2 separate regions of the Capsicum annuum genome follow, and region 2 is linked to region 1. Evidence: chromatin contacts called from public Hi-C data. All regions are on one chromosome and are shown on one strand. The core of a region is the stretch at or near the end of the contact, and the rest is flanking DNA. Distances in the headings are between cores, read along the strand shown. Region 1 has its middle 12 kb from the start of LOC107877252. Region 2 holds the start of LOC124900077 (isocitrate lyase).

What was found. A called contact is a pair of places that touch in the nucleus more often than the background predicts.
Region 2: a contact with region 1 is called in a Hi-C map of leaf, with 2.3 times the contacts expected there. The contact joins the promoter of LOC124900077 here to the enhancer-like site in region 1. A contact is called at or near these places in 2 of 5 Hi-C or Micro-C datasets (leaf and placenta).

What each region holds. Positions count from the first base shown.
Region 1 is chr7:193,574,105-193,581,546 of UCD10Xv1.1, forward strand. No RefSeq gene overlaps it. Among protein-coding and RNA genes, the nearest start is that of LOC107877252, 12 kb to the right of the region's middle. Within about 2 kb of position 1,942, at least 3 of the 5 cell types and tissues checked have an H3K27ac peak or open chromatin away from gene starts, as enhancers often do. A contact at or near this core is called in leaf, where this site is marked.
Region 2 is chr7:193,623,401-193,630,550 of UCD10Xv1.1, forward strand. LOC124900077 (isocitrate lyase) reads left to right here and starts at 4,899. Exons shown (of 3, transcript XM_047415316.1): 1 at 4,899-5,260; 2 at 5,441-7,043. The coding sequence starts at 5,231.

The DNA.
Region 1 (7,442 bases), core at 692-3,191:
CCATTTTTTATGTTCTACGAACAAAAAATAACATTTCTCAACTATAACAGCAAATACAATACCAAATCGACCTAACAGTCTATTAACTTGACAGCAGCTGCAGCACCAAATGCATATTTGCAGAACAACAAAATTTCTTCTAAAACAATTTCATCACTCACAAGAACATGCATCTAAATCATCATTATATTGAACAAAAACAGGAAGGAACCCAGATTTTTAGCACAAAAATCGAGAAAAATTAGAAAAAAAATCTCAATGCAATCATTGAGGGAAATAAAAATCCAACAAAAGTAATGCACAATCAAACCAATAACAACTTAAAAACACAAATTTTAAGTAAAATCAAGCCCTATTTTTTCAAAAAAACATCAATTTTTTCGTTTAAATACATAATACGAGTATGATTCAAACCAAGGAATCCCCAATATGAACATGCTTCTACAATACCATTATATTGAATAAAAGTTTGAACAAAAATCACATTTCTTTGTACATTCCGATAAAATTAGCAAAAAAATTTCAACATGCAATCACCAAAGATAATCTATATACACCAATTATCCATCAATAATCAAATAAATACCAACTAAAAACAACCAATTTCAATAAAATCAAGCCCCGTTTTTTAAAAAAATCAATTTTGTTAACCCCAACCATAATCAACAGAAACAAAAACACCAAAAAAAATGAAAAAACCCCATCAATATGGAGCACAAATTACCCAGGAGATGAATATAACTTACCTGAAGTTGAAGATCGAAGTTCTTCAAGCTTTAAACAACCTAGAAAATGAAAAATGGTGGAAAGGTGAGAAGAAGCGGGAGAGACGAGAGAGTGAGGAGAGAAGAGGAGAGAGAAAAAAATTTGGTATTTAATGAAAAAGTGAGGTTAAAAAAGTATTTAATAAATACATAAGGGGTGACAAAAAGTTTTTTCTTTTAAACACTTTAACCCATACCTCACCACTTTATTCAAAACTCTAAAAATTTAAATAAAAAATAAAATGATATTTATTTCTCAAAATAAGTTTTCAAAGTGGACCAACAACTAAATCTTCTCGTGTGTTGGCGCATTTATGGTTTTGATTGGCTATTTTATACTCCCTCCGTTTAAAAAAGAATGACTTACTTTGACTTAGCACAAAATTTAAGAAAATAAAGAAGACTTTTGAATCTTGTGACCTTAAATTAAAGTTGTGTCAAATGTATCAAAATGCCCTTTAATCTTGTGGTGCTAAACATACCATGTGGTAAGTTGAAATTAAAGTATCGCCAAAAAAGGAAAGAGATTATTCTTTTTGAAACAAACTAAAGAAAAGTACGTCATTTTCTTTTAAACGAAGGGAGTATACTTTAAAATTTAGTTCAAACAAATGATTGTGCATTGGAAAAAATTCATAACGTTGGAGATGTTGATGGACAATTTAACTCTCTTTTAACACTTTGAATTAGCTTTTTCTACGTATTCGTCTAATGATCAAGATTCAAGAATAACACAAACGTTCAGTGATTTTTTTGCCCAATAGGTGCGGTAGAGAAAAAGAAAGTGGCCATCAGTGTTTAATTTATAAAATGAAATTGTCTAACTATTTAAACAGATAACTTTTCACAGCCTATCGACAATTATCGTTTAACGTAGAATGTAAATTTTCTTTATTAAAAATAGAGAGAAAAAAAATAAAAAATGACTAAATAAGGCAGGACGGAGCGAGGCAGAACTTAATAAGACGAAGCTGACCCTTCTTACCCTCCTTCAAGAGTGGAACAACTGCCCATTCCTGAGCCGTCTTAAGAATGCAGCAAAAACGAAAATTTATTCTAGAGTCAATTAATTAAAAAAAAAAAAAAGTACATCATTGCGTGTCATAAAATCCAAAATACTAAGCGAGCAAGACAGATTAAATTCTTAGTAGATTAAGGCTTGCATGCCCTACCCCGCCACACCTGCCCCAATTGCCATCCCTAATATTTTTAATTTGATTCCAAAAATCATATAGTAATACCATATTGAGGTATGGTGAAGGGCGTAGCAAACTGAAGGCCAATTTCTTCGTGCGATGCGGTGAAGAGTGATGATGATACTTCTCTTGGATCCCTTTGATTTGCCCCTTTAGAAATTAGAGATTCTCCTCATCACATTATGAACTATTCTACAACTTGAACTTCAAGATCTGTACTTAGTTAGCTGGAGCATAATAAATGACTGCCCTATCATGATTTAGTTTTTTTTCTTTAAAAAATAAATAAATAAATCCAATCAAAACATGAGAGCACAGTCGAAAACGACATCTATTTATTTTTTAAATTATTAACGTGTGATATTATATAATAACAAAAAATATTACAATCTATCTACATATTATTTGAAGCTTATAGATTCCTAATAAAAGTAAATTAAAAAAGAAAGTGTTCTCTTCTTTGTAGGTGTCCGAGGAAAATCAAATCCTACTACAGAGGGACAACTAAGCTTAAATGAATTCTTTCACTCCTGTTGGAAGAAGTGATATTTTTTGTTATTACAAACAGATTTTTTTGATAGATTAAACAGCCTTTTTCGGTAATCTGATCCGCCGCCAGACAATATACCGAATGTAACGATAGATAACAACCATCCAAACAAGATCATTAATAATCCAGAATTGAAGAATGAAATAATTAAAAATTTAATACTTTTCATAATGAGATAATTTTATTATATTATTTTTTAAATATAATAAAATTAATATTTTAAAAATATATTAAATAATGAATCGTATTTGATATTAAAAGATAAAATAAATAAAAATAATTATATTATTTATTCATTTTATAAATTAAACAAATATTATTAAATAATTTAAAATAAAAAATGAACAACTGAAAATGTAGAATGAAAATAACAAACACATTTGAGTAGTCTAAATTTGAGCATTGCATGGATCTCCCGCCCGCCGAAAACCTTATCCATTACACTTAATTTGCCACATAATCTTGCAATATCTAATATTAAATTAAGAATAATGCGATAAAATAGTTACATCAGCCATTATTTTTTTTTTAATAATTATTGAAGAGAGGGAATAATAACACCACATTGAACCAGAGTCTGATCTGAAAAGGAACGGGCAGTCAACACATAAATCTGAGCATAGCTGAATGCCTGAATCTTCACCCGCCGAAAACCTTATCCGTTTAACACAAAATTTGACCACCGATGGGCCGATAAATTATCATGACGGAATTAGAATTTTTATTGAACGAGTTCAGAAGTAAACATATGAATCAGTAGAAAGAAGTTGGGCATCTACAATACATAAATAAAATATAATTTTAATTGTATATAGATAGTATAATTTTTCGTCGAAAAAAATTTGGATAAACATCTGAATAAAAGATGGCTCCGCCCTTGTACGTGAGGCGCACGGTTACAGTGTACAAGTGTTGTGCAACAAGGTTATCCACCTGGTGTGCGAGCGAGGAATCGAAGGCCATACGTATGTATTCTCATTGTCAATTTTGTTGAACGGTTGGTGGCGTCATTGAGGAATGCGTAGTTGGATTTACATGGGTGTTCCATAGTCTTTGGGTCTTATCCACATTATTGGTTAGTGGCAAATAGAAAACAAAAGTAGGTTGGCAAGCCACAAATTATAATTAGGTTTTTCTACTCTTATCAACTCGACATATAGAAATTAGAAATGATGTGATGTTTCTTTTAGTTAAAAAAATAAACTATAATGGTTCTTTGCTTTTGGGAAGTTTTAAACAATAATAATATATTGAGTGTACCTAGAATTTAAGAAATATATTTGTATGCAAATTATATCTTTTTCTTAAAAAGAAAATTGTAGATTTTCATTGAGCTGATGTCGCGTTACGTTCTATCAAATCACTTCACCCTTCATCCCCTCAAGGTTTCGTTGGACGGTCAACTTCTCATACCTCCATATCAAGATATCCATGCATGACCTCTGTTTTTGATTTTATATATATATATATATATATTTGGTGATAATACTTGAAAAAAATTTAGATGAGGTTGAACTCTTAGATGGCTTGTGTTTTGATAGGAAAGACAAGAAGTCTGTATATGAGGTTCTGGATTAGCCGGTGATCTACACGTTTTAGGCACTTAATCAGCATGGCTAGAGTTATCCCTAAATTCTGCCACAATTAGTATATAAATAGTTGTTTGCATATATATAAATTAACAGATCGTACCTGAACCACCCTATGTATTATTTGATTGGTGCATAATTTAATTGCACAAGAGAATCTTTAGATCCGAATTCAAAAATGTTAGGTGTCGTGTGATTCGTGGGACCATAATTACTCGAGATGCAAGTTAAATGTATAGTTTCTTGAACAACATAATGTTTTCGAATCAGATACAAAATATAAACCTGAATTTAAACCTCTTTTATTTGTATGAAACTATTTATATATTAGGATAGAATCATAAAGCAGAACTGCAGAACCCACTCCAAGATTCTTGGTTGCATCACCGACAGCGAATTTAAATATATTCTTTCTTAATTTGATAAGTCCAAAGGCTAAGGCCATCTACGTAAGAAAATTGATGGCAATTTTATAAATTGTGCTATTTGATTCGGAAAACAAATTATTAAGATCTAACTCTTTCTTAGCAATAATCAGAAACATTTTGTGGTGGGAGCAAAAGAAAACTGTTTTTTGTGAATGATCTTTCTCTCTCTCTCATAGTGTGCAAATATTACTCTGCTTTGGAATTCTATTGATAGTGCAATATTATATGTGACTATCAAATATTTTATTTTAGATGATAAGAAGAGCCAACATGAGTCATTTAGTCAAGTTTAATTTTCTTATTTTGGTTGATCAAATCAAATTTTTTTGTCATTAAGTTTGGCTCATTATAGCTTATGCCTTTTTTATTTGATATTTGCCATCATGCATTAAAGGTATATTATTCCCCTTTTCCCAATAATGTGGCATATTTTATTTTTTAGGGCGCAAATTATTTAGGTTGACGTGGACTTATTAGATTCCTTTTGAGCTATAAAGACAATTTTAATCCCTAAGGATCAAGAATTAAGTTACTAGTCTAATTTAAAATTTTCGAGCCTTTCAGAAAATTATATTATTCTTAAAGTAATGTATTGCTTGTCCAATTAGAAAATAAAATACAATTTATGTCATTTGATTCCTATCTTATGCAATTTTTGCTGTTTGATCCTCATTTGTGCATATTTAGTGTTGCATATTTGTTTTAAGTTTATACAATTCTAAATTATTGTTTGGTTTAAATTATTAATCTTTATCTTGAGATTTCTTTAAGATTAATTTTAAATGTCTAACAAAAATAAACTAGGGGACAATTTAGTGTCATAAAAATTCCAGATCTATCAAGGTTTTAAAAATAGACAACGTACTTTAAAACCATAAGGTATTAAGTTTTTAAAATTTCCTGAGGAATATAACACTTAAAGTTGAAGAACCATATAAAGGAAAATCATTTCATGTAATTAAGATTTTAGAAATTACAAACACATTCTAAAATCATAAAATATTAGATTGTGAAGAATTTCATTTTTGAAAGTGCTGGAGCAAAGAAGAAATATCATGAGACTTTCTTAAATCGAGAATTTTAGAATTGCTATTGCATCGTAGAACTATAAATTATTAGATCTTAAAAAATCTCATATGAAATATGACAGTTATCCAATATCATTAATATCAAAACTTACATATCAACAAATTTGAGAGTAGCCAATTAAGCGACTTGAATTTGATAGTCATGATGTGCCGACCTTATAGAGGTGTGGTGTTAATATTGCGCTCAGTTCATTAAGCAATTAGATTAACTGATCGTCCAAAGATACAGTTAATACGTGATAATTAATTGAGGTGGAATGACATTTAATACGAATTTTCTCAACACCTGAAGTTACTATAAAGTTCGAAGGGTTCTTATATATTGTTATTTTACTTTCATACATAATAGATTTCATGAGATTTCATGAATCTGTTGGCATCAACTTCAGTTATCTTAAACACAAAGTGACTTGAATTTTTGCAACTATCTATGAGATAGAAAACTTAAGAATAATTCAAAATTCGATATCCAACCTTCAGGTAATATTTTAAATGGAAAAAGGATTAAATATATCTCTAAATTATTTAAAATGGATCAGTTTTACCTTATGTTATATTTGCTCAAAAATAGACTTACCACTATCATTTCTGGCTAAAAGAAATAACCTTCAACTTGCAAATCGCTCAATAAATATCTTTTTTTTCTTAATAGTTATTCTAAAATAAGAAAAATGATTCAATTTTGCTCTAGGACTATTAAAATAGGATAAGTTTTTCCTATTTTGATTAGTTCAAGGGCAAAATTAAATCATTTTTGTTGTTTTGAAGCAACCGTTAGAAAGAAGGATATGAGCCATTTTACTAGTTGGAGGGTATTTCTAGCTAAAAATATAGTTGTATGGTTATTTTTGAGACAAAAAATAACAAAGGGTAAATTGGCCGTTTTGAAGAGTTTGTGAATACATTTGATCCTTATTTGCATTTTAAAATTTAAAACCTATAAAAAAAAGTTTAAGAAATATTTATAAATTACATTATAATAAAGATTTTTATGTATAAAATATTTTTATCAATTAAACATATAATATCGAGTTGATTTGATTTGACTTTTTTTTAGTCAAAATTAAATGGCGAAAATTCACAAATAGGTAAAGTAAAAACCTATAACTAACTTACTAGTTAAAGTTTCAATAATTACAAATTATAATCAAAAGTAGTTAACAATTATTTGTATATATAACAGAATTATACAAATCAATAGAAAAAAAACCTAACTAAATTAAGAGATAAAAAAGAAAATTTGAAAGTAGTAAAATGCCTTAAATTACTCCAACTTTCCACTAATGGCTCATCCATTACTGAGCATTAAAGCTCATTATCTGTGATTTAAGGTATGTATTAAATCTAAAAATTTTATTTTGGAAAGATTAGAGAGAAGAAAGAGGAGTTACTCAACAACAATTTTTAACAGATATTTTTTTAATTTTAATTTTATTTATAAATTCTTGAAATATGTTTTTTTTTAAACCCAACTTGTCAATTTGCAAGTATATTGGTATATCTGTTTTTTTTTTTTTAATTTGCGAGTACATTGGTAAATCGTGGTTGAACTTTCAACATTTTGTAAACTGCAACTTCAATTTGTGATTAAACACAAATTAATGATAAACAAACGGGCAATTTCGATTTAACAATAATTTGTATACTGCAAATTCAATTAGTGATTTAACAAACGATTTTGTATTATTTTTAAACCTGATAATTTGTTGATTGTTTTGAATTCATAGTTACGTTACTAACAATTTACATACTGTATTTATTGACAGATTTTTTTAAGAAAATGAGGTAATTACCAATTATTCTGAAGCAATCAGGCGTATGAAACTA
Region 2 (7,150 bases), core at 3,649-6,148, 52 kb after region 1:
TAGGTTTGGAAGTTTGAAATTTGATCAATTTTAGAATTATTTTGATGAAGTATAATTAGTTTTCCTCATCAATCATGTTTGTTGGTGTTATTACAGTTATTAGATATTCTTATCTTCTCCAAACATATATGAACAAGTATATATGATTCATTATTGATTTTTAAATATTCTTGAGCAGGTGAAGGAAGATTCATGTGTAGTGTATGATTGAGACTTTGGGCCGATTAACAAAGAATTTGAAGGTGTGTGTACACGACCCATGCAACACCAATTTATCTTGGAGAAAAAGACGAAAAACGTCAGCAACTAAAATAAGAGAATATAAGCTTTCTGATTATTCAAGCCTATGCAACTTGATTCCCTCATTCTGACAGTTGTTTGGATTTCATACAAACACAATATTTGTCAGCGATGGCAACTCCGACGGCTAACGATAACAGCTTCAAAGAGGATCAGTTTCATGTTGTGTCAAAGATATTATTAGGGCTTCACGCCTTCTTACCTCGAATTATAAAGGTTTCAATCTCTTTTCGTTTGCTCTACTCACAATTATAATGATTTCGAATCACTTAGTATTGTAAATTGTGGTAAGTGAATGATTGAAATAATATTGGCATGTTCATAGTTTTTTCCGTATGAAATTGAATGGGATAAACAATATAATATATAGCTTGCATAGTTGTATTTTTTAATTGTAGATAGAAAAGTTGATTTATTGACTTAATACAGGGACAATTCCTTAAATTGATTGAGATATTTTAATTATTAACAATTCAAAATATTTAAAAGATATACAATAAAATTACGATAAAAAATAAATTTATTTGAATTTTAAAATTTGAAATAGAGAGAGTATTTCTAATATTACCCCTATTTATTACTTCTTAGTGGCAACTATAATTGCATCTTGCACAACATCATCCTAAAAGGTTAAGTTTTATGTTGTTATTTTTTTCGAGTACTAATGCCTCTCTCTTCTCTTGATCACGTTGCAATGAAACTATGAACCTTAAGTTAAACTAACTAAATTGATAGATATGATTGAGATAGCATACAGAGCTGTTAGAGGAGATATAATAAGATAATATAATGACGAAATAGGTTTGCAATTCTTTAGATTTGTCGATACATTTTATTTAAACATTCGAATTATGATTTATTTCAATCGGACACTTGAACACTTAATAAAGTGTTCATATTGTTACATTTTAATGTGTTTTAACACAAACATTTAAGAGACATGTGAAGATAAGAAAAAAAATAATTTTTCAAAATTCAAAGTGTCTAATAGAAATACTTTAAATAATTCTATAAATAGCATATTATTTTATATTATAATAGTGAAAATATTAATTCGTTGTCTTCGACCCAACACTTTCTAACAACATATGAATTGCTTCATATGTCATTTCGAGAAAGATTTTAAAGCTTTTTTTTTTTTTTGAATCATTCTATAGCCTTGGTAGATTTTCTTAGTTTAGATTAAAATGGTTTTTAATACTTTTATATGGTTTTGTATGAATATATTAATTTTCTATTTAAGTGTTTTTCGTATTTAATAAAATCGTCAATTTATCTAACTTATTAATCAAGACATATTTCTTTTATAATATCGAAGTAATTTTATAAAATTGAACACATTAAAGCGAGGTACACGCGCAGGGCGCGTACCCTTAACTAGTATATATTAAAAGTGTGAAGACCCATAAAAAGCTATTTGAACTTTTTGTCCTTCATTAAAATATCACTCTTTAGACAAAACTGTCTTTTCATTATTTTCTTTAATTTATTATTTAATTATTTTTATTATATTAACTAGACTCCTAAAATATATGGAAGGAGAATCAATTAATATTTTTCTTTGTACTGATCAATTAGAAAAATATTCCTAATAGGATAGAAAAATACTCCTAAAATAGGACTCTATTAAGGAAATACTTCTATAAATATTGAGATGCACGTTAAACTAACGAAGAAATCAATTTACTTATTGAAAAAATATGATTGATGCTCATCTAACTTAATTCGGTTACATGTCTAGATTAGTGTAATGTTTGAACTGATCAATAAAGTGAAGTACACGCGCGAGACGCGTACACTTAAACTAGTATAGTTATAATGCTACGTGTCTCACCAAGTAACTTAATATGGTCCAAGAGCATGAATGTAAGAGCATTGACAAATTAAAAGTATAATGAACGATATTTACACACCATTTTTAAAGGTTGAAAATATATATGACCCAAAAGTATGCCGGCAAGGGCATTAACAATCTAAAACTATAATGAAGAATATTTGCATACCATTTTAAAAAATTCAGGGGTATATTTTGCCTTTTTTTAAAAAAAAAATATTAAAAGAGAATTAATTATTTCCAACTTTATCTTTTAGTATTAGTTATTTTAAAATTAAAAGACGCAAAAATAAACAATAATTAAGGAATATATTAGTAAAGTTACACCCCAATTATTTTTTTAGAGTTACGCAAAATCTGTTATGTATACCTAGAGTTGTAAGAATGATAGAAGTATGCCAAACTGCATTTTTTTTTTTAAATAATAATAATTCAGCAGTATGATTTATTTTGCTGTCTTGCCAAAACTGGGAAAAAAATTGGAGTTATTCTTTTGAATGGTCACTCAATTTAATTTATAGAAAAATATATTGTCAAAATTACTTTTACCTTTTTAGGATAACAAAATCATTCAAACTTAGAAATTATTTTATTAAAAGTTACTTGTGTTCTTTCTAGAATAAGAAGGTCATCCAATTATTATCTTCTATCTAACCCCAAAAATACAAGCCACATAATTGACATGCCATAGCATATTAATCAATTCCTATTTTTAAACAATATCAGCACATTTAACTTATAGTACTCTACCCATCTATTCACCCAATAAGATAAAAGGTTACTTTAAATCTTCAGCTTAATCATTCTTGATGTAGTATCCATGATATCATTGAACTTCTTTAATAATGTTATTGACCATGACGAATTATTGGTGTTCTTTCCCGAGCCCTATTATCATTTTCCTTCTAGTTTCTAATTTAGTATTTGATATTCATATTAAAATTTATATAATTTAGATTCAGGTCGAAAATTCTACTTTTATAACCCAGTTGGAGAACAAAATAAATATTGACATTTAATGATATAATTATTTTTGGAAAAATCTAATTTCATAGTATAACTAACAAATCTCAATTCTATTGCAAACATTGTTGCTTAACCATTATTTATCATCTATATAAAATCGATATTTTAAGTAGAGTGAAGTATGAAGACAAATGTAAAACATTTCACTTCCAGCTATTAGAGTTCTCCCTTGCACTGAACATATGAATCGGCAACTTCAAATAATACTATGTTTATTTGTTATTCGCTTCAAGCAGAAAATAATAATTAGTAATGTGAAATTATTTAGTAATTTTCAGTGTGACAAAATGACTTGAATTTTAGTCCACTTTTGATTGTAAACCGAAATCATTCATCTTTTAACTGATAGTTATTCCATTTTACAATCAACAGTAAATCACTGTAAATGAGTACTAAAAAACAGATTCCAAGATCCAAACAAGATGCTAAAAGAAAATAATCATGGGTTAAACAAGTTTTGTTATCCAAAAAAAATATTAATATGTTATGGTATGTCAAATACGTGTCTTGTATTTTTGAGTCCAAAGATAATAATTGGATCATTTTATTGTCCTAAAAAACATAAAAGTGACTTTCATAGAATTTTGATTCCAAAGATTAGATGACTTTTTATGTGCTAAAAGTATAAAAGTCACTTTGATAGAATATTCAGAATTGTTACGATTCTTAGATATTTTTTCGGACTTAAATGCTCAACTAAATGGCTGTCCCCGCTAAAAGAAAGAAATGTCACACAATTTATAAATGTCATATTCATATAAATATCACTAGATCGTCAACTGAATATTTATGAAAAAGGTATCATTGCAAATACCCAACAAACATGTGCGTCGTCTCATAAACATCTGATGGAACATTGTACTGGATATTGAAAATTTTACAAAAATGCCAGATTCGAAAAATTAGTCTTTTTTTAAAATAAATGATGCATATATATGAAAGAAAGAAGCAAATAAATTGTAGTAATTATTAAAAACCTTCACTAACTATATGATGAATTATAGCACAATTTCACTTTAGACTCTTCGTGCATGAAGAATGAAATCGCACATGCAATTTTATTGAGTTGATTTCTCACATAGTCACTCAATTATTATTTATTATTTTAAAAAATTATTTTCTTTATTGAAAATTTTGATAAAAAAGAAAGGTGATTCGAGAAAAAAATCTCTATTAATTGAGAGATCATTTAAAAGAATTTAAATTTTAATAACAACTTATTGAGTCTTTCGATAAACCACTTATACATTTTTAATGTATTTTAATACAAACACAAAACTTTAATTAAAATTATTGGATTCTACCGAATCTAGTATTAAACTGCAATCCACCTCCTCTTGAAACCATTTGATTAATTTTTGTTGTTCAGTAAAACAATCCAGCTACTTCCGGATCTACTGGCTCATAGGATTAGAAAACCAAAGGAAAAGGTGGCATGGTGCAAGAACAACAATTTAATTATAAAAACAGAAGTGGTTTAACTATCATTATGAAAAAGTGAGATCAGCCCAAAAAAGGAAATGGCCGACATGGGTTGTTGTGCGGTTGAATTACTCACTCTTAATCAGAGATTTTGAGGTCGAATTTGAGTAAAGAGAAAATTTTGTTGAAAGCGTCACCCTCAAAATATACAGTGCATGATCTGAACCAATCGAGACTCCAATATAAATACCAAACACGAAATTAAAAATCAAAATAAAAAAGTGAGGTCATCCTAAAGAGGAAATGGACAAACACAGTTGCGAAATTTGTCATGGATAGAAAACGCCATTGCCTCGATATCAACACCTCTTTTTTTTGCAATGCATCAGCTCTATCTCCGTCAAGATAAGTAAATACTAGAGATAAGGTCTAAATTATTTGGAAAAATGATGTGGAAAATTATTGGATTTTTAGTTTTTTATTTATTTTTCTTATCCTTCCTTTGGCAATTGGCATCATTTTTAAGAACCATACCTCTATCTTGAGTACTATAAATTGAGGGTCCTTGCCATACCTCATTGCATAAACAATTCATCATAGCAATTGTATAGATATACAAACAAAAAAAATATATTTAGAGTTCTAGCCATGGCTGCATCTTTCTCAGTTCCTTCAATGGTAAGATCATCTTACCATCTTTTCTTTATGCTTAATCTTTTTTATACTGAGACGAATTTAAATGGAGCGACATGCACAAATATATCTTCAAAATGAGATATTCAATTTGTTGTTGCTGTGTCATTTATTCATTTATTCTTTTTTGCTTAGTAATTATTTGTGGAATTTTGCATGTAACAGATCATGGAAGAAGAGAGGAGATTTGAGGCAGAGGTAGCAGAGGTGCAAGCATGGTGGAACTCAGAGAGGTTCAGGCTAACCAAGAGGCCATATTCAGCCAGGGATGTGGTGTCACTAAGAGGAACTATGAGGCAAAGCTATGCATCCAATGAGTTAGCCAAGAAGCTGTGGAGGACACTCAAGAATCACCAAGCCAATGGCACTGCTTCAAGGACTTTTGGTGCACTTGACCCTGTTCAAGTCACCATGATGGCTAAGCATTTGGACAGCATCTATGTCTCTGGCTGGCAGTGTTCTTCCACCCACACTAGCACCAATGAACCAGGTCCGGATCTTGCTGATTACCCTTATGACACTGTTCCTAACAAAGTCGAACATTTGTTTTTCGCACAACAGTATCATGATAGGAAACAAAGGGAAGCCAGGATGAGCATGAGCAGAGAGGAGAGGGCTAGAACCCCTTTTATTGATTACTTGCAGCCTATCATTGCTGATGGTGACACTGGCTTTGGTGGTGCAACTGCCACTGTCAAGCTCTGCAAGCTTTTCGTGGAGCGCGGTGCTGCTGGTGTCCACATTGAGGATCAATCTTCTGTTACCAAGAAATGTGGTCACATGGCTGGCAAAGTTCTTGTTGCCATCAGTGAACACATTAACAGGCTTGTGGCTGCAAGGTTGCAGTTTGATGTCATGGGGACCGAGACGGTTCTCGTGGCTCGTACTGATGCCGTGGCAGCCACATTGATCCAAACCAATGTGGACACAAGGGATCACCAGTTCATTTTGGGCGTTTCTAACCCGAATCTCAAGGGCAAGAGTTTGGCCACTCTTATGTCTGAAGCTATGGCTGCAGGCAAAAGTGGGCCTGAACTTCAAGCCATTGAGGATAACTGGCTGGCAATGGCTGAGCTCAAGACATTTTCTCAATGTGTCGTGGATGCAATCAACAAAATGAACCTCGGGGAGTACGAGAAGAAGAGGAGATTGAACGAGTGGATGAATCATTCAAGCTATGAAAAATGTCTTTCCCATGAACAAGCCAGGGAGATTGTTGAAAGACTTGGCCTTCCAAATCTTTTCTGGGACTGGGACTTGCCAAGAACCAGAGAAGGGTTCTACAGGTTTAAGGGTTCAGTAGAGGCTGCAATTGTTCGTGGGTGGGCATTCGCTCACCACGCTGATCTAGTCTGGATGGAGACTTCAAGTCCTGATATGGTGGAATGCACAAAATTTGCTGAGGGAGTGAAGTCTCAGAGGCCTGAGCTGATGTTGGCTTACAATCTGTCTCCATCATTCAATTGGGATGCATCCGGAATGAACGACAACCAAATGATGGATTTCATTCCAAGAATAGCCAAGTTGGGCTATTGCTGGCAGTTCATTACTCTAGCTGGTTTCCATGCTGATGCACTCATCGTCGACACGTTTGCTAAGGATTTCGCCAGGAGGGGAATGCTGGCCTACGTGGAGAAGATACAAAGAGAGGAGAGGAGCAATGGTGTTGACACATTGGCACATCAGAAATGGTCTGGTGCTAATTACTATGACAGAGTTCTAAGGACTGTCCAGGGAGGAATCACCTCTACTGCTGCTATGGGCAAAGGTATAAAAATCTACCCTTTTAAATTTTACGCATTTTTTACATGTCAGTAAATAATATTTAAACTTAGATAAGACTTATTAGTAACAAAGTATCTGCAATATGGTAAT